Linked DNA regions of Oryctolagus cuniculus: all the other regions are linked to region 2. A link is a contact called in public Hi-C and Micro-C data. All regions are on one chromosome and are shown on one strand. The core of a region is the stretch at or near the end of the contact, and the rest is flanking DNA. Distances in the headings are between cores, read along the strand shown.

What was found. A called contact is a pair of places that touch in the nucleus more often than the background predicts.
Region 1: a Micro-C map of ear pinna shows a contact between it and region 2, with 8 times the contacts expected there. The contact joins the promoter of CDAN1 here to the promoter of TTBK2 in region 2. A contact is called at or near these places in 3 of 6 Hi-C or Micro-C datasets (ear pinna, embryonic fibroblasts and an unstated tissue).
Region 3: a Hi-C map of liver shows a contact between it and region 2, with 4 times the contacts expected there. The contact joins the enhancer-like site here to the promoter of TTBK2 in region 2. A contact is called at or near these places in 5 of 6 Hi-C or Micro-C datasets (ear pinna, embryonic fibroblasts, liver and 2 more).

Annotation. Positions count from the first base shown.
Region 1 is chr12:65,745,952-65,748,951 of mOryCun1.1, reverse strand. CDAN1 (codanin 1) reads left to right here and starts at 1,383. Exons shown (of 28, transcript XR_011380881.1): 1 at 1,383-1,540; 2 at 1,751-2,238; 3 at 2,424-2,630; 4 at 2,806-2,975. TTBK2 (tau tubulin kinase 2) reads left to right here. Exons shown (of 17, transcript XM_051822032.2): 17 at 1-321. It overlaps LOC127483695 (a long non-coding RNA gene), which reads right to left and starts at 1,304. Exons shown (of 2, transcript XR_007910195.2): 1 at 1,100-1,304; 2 at 5-178.
Region 2 is chr12:65,911,121-65,914,116 of mOryCun1.1, reverse strand. It overlaps TTBK2 (tau tubulin kinase 2), which reads left to right and starts at 1,596. Exons shown (of 17, transcript XM_051822032.2): 1 at 1,596-1,745. The coding sequence starts at 1,680. LOC127483696 (a long non-coding RNA gene) reads right to left here and starts at 1,380. Exons shown (of 2, transcript XR_007910197.2): 1 at 1-1,380.
Region 3 is chr12:65,711,259-65,714,579 of mOryCun1.1, reverse strand. It overlaps STARD9 (StAR related lipid transfer domain containing 9), which reads right to left. Exons shown (of 33, transcript XM_051822025.2): 24 at 2,950-3,147; 25 at 2,386-2,569; 26 at 1,912-2,049. Among named protein-coding and RNA genes, the nearest start is that of CDAN1, 35 kb to the left of the region's middle. Within about 2 kb of position 1,904, at least 1 of the 8 cell types and tissues checked has an H3K27ac peak or open chromatin away from gene starts, as enhancers often do.

The DNA.
Region 1 (3,000 bases), core at 134-2,633, 160 kb after region 2:
ATTAGAGGACTTTCATACTTCCACTTTTCTCTCTCTCCATGAGAGAGGTGAGAAACTGCTGAAATACCTCCAAAGCTGTGTCCCTTTCCCTCCAGGCAGCTCCCTTCGGGCGATTTTGCTCAGGCGACCAAGGACTCAGAGTATTGGCAGAAACATGGAGTGCTTTTGTATAGGCCATCTGTACATAAAAATGTAATTATTTATTTAATTTTCCCATTTGTATCATATTAAAGCTTTGTACAGTGTTTTAAGTTCTGTTTTAAAATTATTTTGTATTTTATTTTTATAATCTAGTAATAAAATATTCATTCCGCATGCAAACTCTAGTTCTATTTGTGTGGTGGTTTGGATTTCAAAAGTGGGATCTGTTTTTTAAATTTAATAAAGTTACTGAATGCACCAGTAGTTACAAGAGCCACTGGGAGCAGAAAGTATTACTGTCAGTGCAGTACATCCAAAAGTGACCTGGAAGAAGCAGCCTGGAAATTAGGTCTCCATACAGGTGAAAACCAAGGTTCAGGGCTATGAGACGATTCCCCGGAAATACAGTTAAAAGTGTTGAAAAGCTCCCTCTGGCTGGAGGTCCTTGTTTCCAGCAGAAAGCACCAGTGGAGGGGGCGCCGCTCCCCGCACCTCCTGTCCTGCTTGAAACCCGCCCTGGGAGCAGGAGCACAGGCGGCCTTGCCGGGCACTGCCTCCCTCCTCCAGGTTTGACAGGACCTGGACGTCCGCGCCATCTCTTGCTGAGCCTGGATCCCCTTTCCTGACCTGTCGCTCAGCAGCGACACCCAAAACGCTGTCTCTGGGGTTCTTTTTGGAAAATAGAGGTTAAGAAGTCACTCGCGCTCCCGGGAGCTAGCCATGAACGTGCGAAACGACATCTCAACAGCAGGGTAGCTGAAATGTTCACCTCGCGCCACCGGTCATCGCGGCGGGAGGGCACGGCGGTCGCCACACGCCTGCCCAAGGACTTGCAAGAAAGTTCAAAGGGAGAGTCTAGATTAACTTCCTCACTCAGGGTGGCGGCGGTAGAATCTAGCAAACCGTGAACTCTTCACGAATATGCCCATTACAAAAAGATGTGGGCCGGCGTGTTCACCTTGACCGTCCGGCCACTCCCCCGGGCCCTGGCTTTTCCCCGCCTTGCGCCGGTCCCACGGCGGCCCCGCTCCCCGCTCGAGTCCGGGTGAGTCGTCCCTCGGGGCCTGCTCAGCCAGGGAAGCCGGCGCAGGGCCTCACTCCCAGGCGGTGCGGCCGCACTTCCGAGACGGCCGGCCGGTGCGGCCGGAGCAAACCGCGGACCCAGCGAGGCCTTGACGGAGCCAGAGGCCCCGCCCCGCCCCGCCCCGCCCCGCGGCCCAACGGTCGCTCCCGCTGCCGGCCCCGCCCCTCCCGGGGAGCCCGCGGCGCGCCGGCGCCTGCGCAGTCGGCCCAGAGCGCCCCTACCGGGATGGCGGCGGTTTTGGAGTCGCTGCTGCGAGAGGAGGTGTCGGTCGCAGCGGCCGTGCGGTGGATCGCGCGCAGAACCCAGAGTTCCGAGGTAACAGCGCCGGCCCGCCCCCAGGCCTGAGCGGAACCCGCTTCTCGCGGGAGGCGCCAGCCCGCTCCGGTCCCAGTCCTCCAGGGCGCCTGGCTGCCAGCCCGGGCCGAGTGCGCTCCGGATGGGCGCCGCTGCCCGGGCGGCCCCGCCGCTCGCCACCCCGGGCTGGCCGCCGACCCTCTTGCTCCTCCACGTCTCCTTCTCCCTCAGGATAGCCCCGGGGAAGCGGCCGTGCTGCGCTCACTCCGGCCGCTGCGGAAGGAATTCGTGCCGTTCCTGCTGAACTTCCTGAGGGAGCAGAGCTGCCGCGTCCTCCCGCAGGGCCCCCCAACCCCCGCCAAGGCCCCGGGCGCCTCGGCGACCTTGCCGGGGAGGCCGGGGGGCCCGCCGCGGGGCGGCCGCGGGGCGCGCAGCCAGCTCTTCCCTCCGCCGGAGCCCCCGAGCCCCGCGGCCGAGGCCCCTCTGGCCCGCCGCGGGGGCAGGAGGCGGGGCCCGGCGCCGGCCCGCGAGCGAGGAAGCCGCGGCCCCGGGGGCCCGGAGGAGGGGGTCGGCGGGGAGAGCCTGCCCTGGGCCGGGGCCCGGAGGCTCCGGGGCTCTGGCAGCCCCAGCAGTCCCAGCCTCGCGCTCTGTGATCCACCAAACCTCAGCAACCTGGAGGAGTTCCCTCCCGTAGGCTCGGTTCCCCCCGGCCCTGCAGGGTGAGAATCCGCCCTCGCCCAGGAGATGGGTGGCACGGAGGCTCCGCTGGGGGAGTCGGTGCCTCGGGGCTGGGGGTGAGGTAACGTAACGGTGAGGGGGTCTTGGCAAGGGGCCCAGGAGCTGTGCTGATGGAGGGGAGGTGCTTGAGGATGAGAGTTTGAGAAAATCCTGTGGCTGCTCTCAGCAGGACGAAGCCTTCACGCAGGATCAACCCAACTCCGGTGAGCGAAGAGCGGTCACTCTCCAAGCCCAAGACTTGCTTCACCTCACCCCCAATCAGCTGTGTCCCCAGTTCCCAACCCTCAGCCCTGGACACTAGCCCTTGGGGCCTTGGCCTTCCCCCAGGGTGCAGAAGTCTGCAAGAGGAGCGGGAGATGCTCAGGAAGGAGCGGTATGGCCTTGCCGCTCTCTGGGGGTGGCGGCTTCCTCCCCGCGGGGGAGCTGCAGGGCTCTCCCTGAACCTGATCTCCCCCTCGGGAACTCTGGGATTGTCTCCCCTGGAGGGACCTGAGTGTGCTTGTGACCAGGAAGCCAGGCTGAGCGCTCATGACAGTCTCTCCCCATAGTTCCAAGCAGCTGCAGCAGTCACCTACCCCTTCCTGTCCCACCCCGGAGTCGGGGTCTCCTCTCCCCAGCCGGACGGGGAGCCTCACAGATGAAGCTGCTGACCCTGCCAGAGTGTCTTCCCGCCAACGCCTGGAGTTGGTAGCCCTTGTGTACTCTTCCTGCATTGCTGGTGAGGAAGGGAGAGCACAGTGTGG
Region 2 (2,996 bases), core at 347-2,846:
AGTATCTCTGGGGACAGACCCACAATTAGTAAATGGAAAAGACCGAGAAAAAGGGAGACTCATTGCTAGGTATATTCAATGAATCTGGACACCCTTAGCCATTAATTGCTTTAATTTTAAAGAAAGGTATTTGCAGAGACTCTAGTCTTTTCCTATTCAAATTATATGTCTGGACAATACTCTGAATTATAATGGAAAAAGCAACTTGTGGTTTTAATCAGTAGGAAGTGAAATTTGGCAACTTCTTTATGTTTGAATAGAACAAGATGAGCTGCATCTTCAATTGCTTTTAATGTACATTCTGTCCTGCTTTTTATCCAAGAACCTGGACACCACAGAGAGCACAGCCGCCTGCTGTTTTTTTTTTTTTTTTTTTTTTTTTTTTTTTTTTTTTTTAAGAATGTCAAGAAGGTGTGGCATTTCCCCAAGAAGAAGATTCTTGTAAGAACAGTTCTGAGACTGAACATAGGATTTATATTTAACCTTTCTATACGATTTTATATATATATATATATTAAGATTTAAAAGCGAGATTTATCAGAGTCAGAGACCTCCATCAGGGAGGGGGACTTCCAAGCGAGGAAAAACCCTTCTATATTCTTATTTAGCTTTAATGACGCCTCTTGTTCGTTTCTGTCTTTTAACTGTTAAAGTAAAATGGAGCTTATACGTCACTGCACGCGCTCTGTACACCGTAGACCGCTGGGAGTCCTGCGAGTATTATGAGGAAAAGCACTGCCCACGAGGGGTTTAAGAGACTTGAGTTTTGCGTCTGCTGCGAATTAGTTTTAGAGCTTCTGGAAAGTTGTTGAACTGGGGTTTCCCTTCTGAAAGCGGCGGGTGAGGATGGGATGGCAGAAGCTCTGGGTCGGAAGGTTTTCCTTCACCGGAGAGGCTGGCACGACCAACACGCAATGCAACTGGAACCCGCAGCACCTCTGCTCCGCCCTCTTCGCTCTTCTTTCAAAATCTTGAGCGACTCCCGCACACTCTCGCTTAGCATCCCACGCAGTCCGCCCCGCGGCTCTCGACCGAATCCTTGGCGGCCGTGTTTCAAACAGGGCAGGCAGTTCTGTTCTTCGTGGGCTGAGAGACCGCTGCGGCACAAAGGCTGACGTCCTTGGTGGAAGTCTCCGTCCCTTTTCCTCCTCACTCCTCTAGGCCTTTCCCTGGTCCCCCGCGGCGGGAGCTCCGTGTGGCGCCGTTGCGGGCAAGCCCGGCGGCTCGGGCTCTGAGGAGGCAAATGGCTCCTTTAACCTGTGACCCGGCCTCACGATCCCGGGCCCTTCCCCGCAACCGCCTCGGTGTGTAAATTCATAGCGTGACGAAGCAGCCGCGGTTTTCTGTCAAAACAAAACAAAACAAAACAAAACAAAAAAACAACACCTCAATCGTGGCGTCACATGCACGCCTCTCTAAGTTAATCACTGAGCTGGGAGAACACCTTCCTGCGGCCATCATTCATCTCAGAAGCCCTGCCTCTCTCCTCGGGACAGGCGGGCAGTTGCGGCTGGGGTTGGAACTACGAGGCCCAGAATCCCCGCGCGCATGCGCGTTGCCATTGTGATGCTCCTTTCCCGGTAACTCGCCCTCTCAGGCAAACCTGAAGATAGCGGCAATTCTCCGGTGGGGGGCGGAGACGCTCCCTGCCCGACTCTCCGCCCCCTCCGTGATAGGCAATGGGACCAGCCAACCGACGCTGCGGGCTCGGAACGCACTCTCCAATCAGCACCTGTGGCGGAGAGGTGGGCGTGCGCACTGGCGGGGCAGGTGGGCTAGGCTGTGCCGGGTTGCGAAGGGGGAGCATAACGTCGGGTCGGGTCAGCGGGCGCTGCAGTAGTCGCCGCAGCGGCGATGGGAGCGGTGGGGACTAGGCGGCGGCGGCGGCGGCAAGAGGAACAGGGGCTGGTACAAGAGCAGCGGCTGGGGGCGGCCAGCAGCAGCAGTAACGGCAGCAGCCGCCGCCGTCGCCAGTAAGCGCGGACGGTACCTGAGGGGACAATCCACCGGCCGGCCCTCGAAGCCGCGCTCAGGTCCCGCCGCAGTCGGCGGCGGGGGATGGGCAGGCGGCGACGGTCCCGCCTGCCGAGGGTTGTCCCCTGCCGGTCCTGGCCCTGAGCTGGACCCCAGCCCTCCGCCTGAAATCCCCGCGTCCGCCACGGCCCAGGTAGGACACACCCCCCGCACCCCTAGGGCGCCCCGGGTGGCCCCGGCCCCGCCCTCCCCCAATCCTGACCCCCTTCCTCGGGCCGCAGCCCTAGCGGAGTGGCCGCGCCTGGCGAGGAGGAGAAGGGCACCCGGGGCTCGTAGGTCGCTGCCCACGCCCCGGACTTCTGCCAGACCCAGTCACTTTCCAGCTCGGAGACGGTTCTGGTTCTGCCCCATTTCCCCGAAGGCGCCTGCCGCGTCTCCCCCCTCCCCGAGGCTTCGGGTGTCTTCGCCGAACTTGGAGGGTCATGAAGCTTGATTCTGTTTCTCTCTCTGGGTGACCCACATATCGCTGAGACTCATTCCTCTCCGGGTGCCGGAACCTGGGTGCACCGAGGGTTCTTAGGAATTAGCAGTGCGCCTTTCCCAGCCCGCCCGACTGTCATGGAAGGGGGCATAGGACCGGGGAGTCTTGTCTGCTGTGTTGCAATGAGGAGGAAGGCCCGGGACTTTCTGGTACTTAGGTGCTGAAGTAATGAGCCGAGGGATTTGTTCGTCACTTGCTTCGACAAAGATGATGATGTTGACACCGTGGGATGCTGTGGGAGGGACAAAAGACTCCACACATTCATACTGTCAAATCAGAGAAGTAAATCAGCCGTTGTTGTGCAAGGGTACTTTATCTTACAGGGAAGTTAATTTCGATTCAGTCGTGGTTGCGTTGGAGATAAAATGACATTGAGTTGTACTCTGCTTTGAATTAAAGTTGATAGGTGGCAGCAATACTGGAATTAACTCTTCTCTCACCTAGCTTTACAAATTTGTTCCTTCTTGGAGGAACACTAAAG
Region 3 (3,321 bases), core at 655-3,154, 200 kb after region 2:
AATCAGGTGGATTAGAAAGGCACCAAACTGGGTCAGGTGTTGTGGCATAGCAAGTTAAGCTGCTGCTTGGGATACCTGCATCTCAGAGTACCAGTTCCAGTTCTGGCGACCTCACTTCCTGCATACTTGGGCCCCTGTCACCCAAATGGGAGACCCAGAGAGAGTTCTGGGCTCCTGGGTTTGACCTGGCCCAGCCCCATCTGTTGCAGACATGGCATCTGGGGGAGCAAATTAGTAGACGAAAGCATGCACGCTCCTGTTTGCTTTCTGTCTTTCAAGTAGATGAAAATAAACATTAAAATATTGATGTGCAAATCAGGATGCCAATTTATTTAAAAAGAAAAAAAGGGGCCAGATGTTTTAATCCGGTCTGCATGATTCCACCTCTGCTTGTCCTTTGGCATGTCATTTTCCCATCTAACTCTTTTTTTTTTTTTTTTTTTTTTCTGACAGGCAGAGTTAGTGAGAGAGAGAGACATAGAGAAAGGTCTTCTTTCCATTGGTTCACCCCCTAAATGGCTGCCACGGCTGGCATGCTGCGCCGATCCGAAGCCAGGAGCCAGGTGCTTCCTCCTGGTCTCCCATGCAGGTGCAGGGTTCAAGCACTTGGGCCATCCTCCACTGCCTTCCCAGGCCACAGCAGAGAGCTGGCCTGGAAGAGGAGCAACCAGGACAGAATCCAGCGCCCCGACCAGGACTAGGACCCAGTGTGCCGGCGCCGCAAGGCAGAGGATTAGCCTAGTGAGCCATGGCGCCAGCCCCATCTCACTCTTGACAACCCAGTCACACTGGCCTTCTTTCAGTTCCTGAAACTCCCCTTACTCCAGGCTTCACTTGCTGGGCCCACGTCTCTCCACTAAGCTTTGCCTTTTTTTTTTTTTGGCCTTACATTCTTAGTATTTTTTTTAATTTTTATATAATAAATTTCATAAGTACAACTTTTGGATTTTTCCCCCCATAACCTCCCTCCCACCTGCAACCATCCCATCTCCCACTCCCTCTCCCATCCCATTCTTCATCAAGATTCATTTCCAATTATCTTTATATACAGAAGATCAACTCGGTATATACTAAGATTTCAACAGTTTCTACCCACACAGATACACAAAGTATAAAGTACTGTTTGAGTACTAGTTTTACCATTAATTCTCATAGTACAACACATTAAGGACAGAGATCCTACATGGGGAGTAGGTGCACAGTGACTCCTGTTGTTGATTTAACAATTGACACTCTTATTTATGATGTCAGTAATCACCCTAGGCTCTTGTCATGAGCTGCCAAGGCTATGGAAGCCTCTTGAGTTCGCCAACTCCGATCTTATTTAGACAAGGCCATAGTCAAAGTGAAAGTTCTCTCCTCCTTTCAGAGAAAGGTAGCTCCTTCTTTGATGGCCCGTTCTTTCCGCTGGGATCTCACTCACAGAGATCTTTCATTTGGTTTTTTGGTTTGTTTGTTTGCTACAGTGTCTTGGCTTTCCATGCCTGAGAAACTCTCATGGACTTTTTAAAGCTGTGCCTTTGTTAACTACCTCTTGTCCTTCCAGTTTCGTTTCAACTCACTCTCTGCAGAACATGCATACCACCTTGCCTGACCTTCCCCACACTCCCTCAGACCCTGTTTTATGCTGGGTTAGGGCTCCTTCTTCAAGTAACTTTCTGTAACATAAATGATGATGCAACGAGCTGTTTAATTCATTGCTCTATTCTAAAATTGTCCCTACCAAACACACGTTGAAGGAATGAATAAGCAGGGATGGGCGTGGGGGAATAGTTCCAAGGAAAGGGAAGGCTCGAGGCCGTGGCACATGAGCAGAAGTCACGCCGGCGGTGGCCTCCGGGGGCAGCTAACCTGTCCAAGTCCCTCTCAGCAGTCCTGGCCCTGGCTCATTCCCAGCCTCTGCCTACTCACCACACTCTCCGGGGACTGCAGCTGGCCTGCCAGAGCTGGGCTGCTATTGTAGCCAGAGGTCATGCCAGAGGAGACGCTTCCATTGGAGCTGGAGCACAAGGAGCTGGAATTGGCCTGCGTGTGTAGTTTTACCTCTTCCTGGGAAAGACAGCAGCAGCAGCCTCCGATGCACCCTCACTACTCACCCAGTCCCAGTCCCAGTCCCAGTCCCCTGCCTGGGCTTCCCATCCCCACGCTTCCCCACACCCAATTATACGCCACAGCCTCTTCCTCCCACACTCTGGCCTGGGGACAGCAGCTGGTCTGATGAGGATGCAGAGAGAAAACCCAGTTTTGAGCTGGCACCAGAGGTCCCACACCTCCCTCCAAGTGTTGTATCCCAAGACTCAGGGGCGGTCACAGTGAAGGCTGAGCCAGCCTGAGTTCTGCCCAGGCTCCCGCACAGTCCCAAGCCTCCACCACCCTACTCCGCACCCTCAGAAGCTGGGAGACCATCTGCTGGCGGATTCGCAACTTCTCCTGCTCAGTGCGCTCCCGCAGTCGGGCCCGGGCCCGGGCAATCTCCACCTTGGCCTCCTCACGGGCCCGCTGGTATTCTTGCAGCATCAGCTCTATGTCCGAGGGCAGGTGAGCAGCCCGGGGTGCTGACTCTGGGCTCCTGGGGAAGACCACAGGGTGAAGACCTGCTGTCTAACACAGTGGGGAGCGGAGAGCCCCAGGCGCCCTCTCCAGGCTAGCACCACACCATCTTCCAGGAGGACCCATCCTCACATGGTCTTGACGTTTGGTACTACATCCCCAGGAGGTGTGCCGAACCGAGGACAAGCCGTTCCGGGCCCCAGACCTGAAGACCTGCACAGCGTGTCAGAACCCTCATCTGTCCTCTCCTGTGGCCCTCTCCCCCCTTCAGCTTCTCATGTGCCTCCATCTCCCACCTGCACCTCCACTTGCCCAGTCACCAAGAACCCTCCAGGATACGAGGACGGCAGCCTCTGCCGCCCACCATCCTCTCCAGGCAGGGCTCTGGTCGCGCCGTACCTTGTGGTCTCCACGACGTCCTTCCTCAGTTGCTGCAGGTATTCTCGGCGCCTGCTGGGCAAGTCCAGGTCCTGTGGGGGGAGACCCCTGCTGGGCAGGAGGCTCAGTTGTTTCTGGGGGCTGAGGCTCCGTGCCCGGCGGAAACTCTGCAGTCGGTTAGCGCGCTCTCTCCTGAGGGTGTCAATGGTTTCTTTTTGCCTGAGAGAAGATGTGATTCACTCACAGAACCTGACCCTGAATGCCCTTCACCGTGGTCTCTGACCCCCGGAGGATCCCAAACGCATGAGGGCAGAGAGAAAGGTAGCGGCTTTCTCAGGCTCTTTCCTCCCAGCCCCATCCCTGCCCTCCCGACTCCAGGCTGGGGCCCCTTAC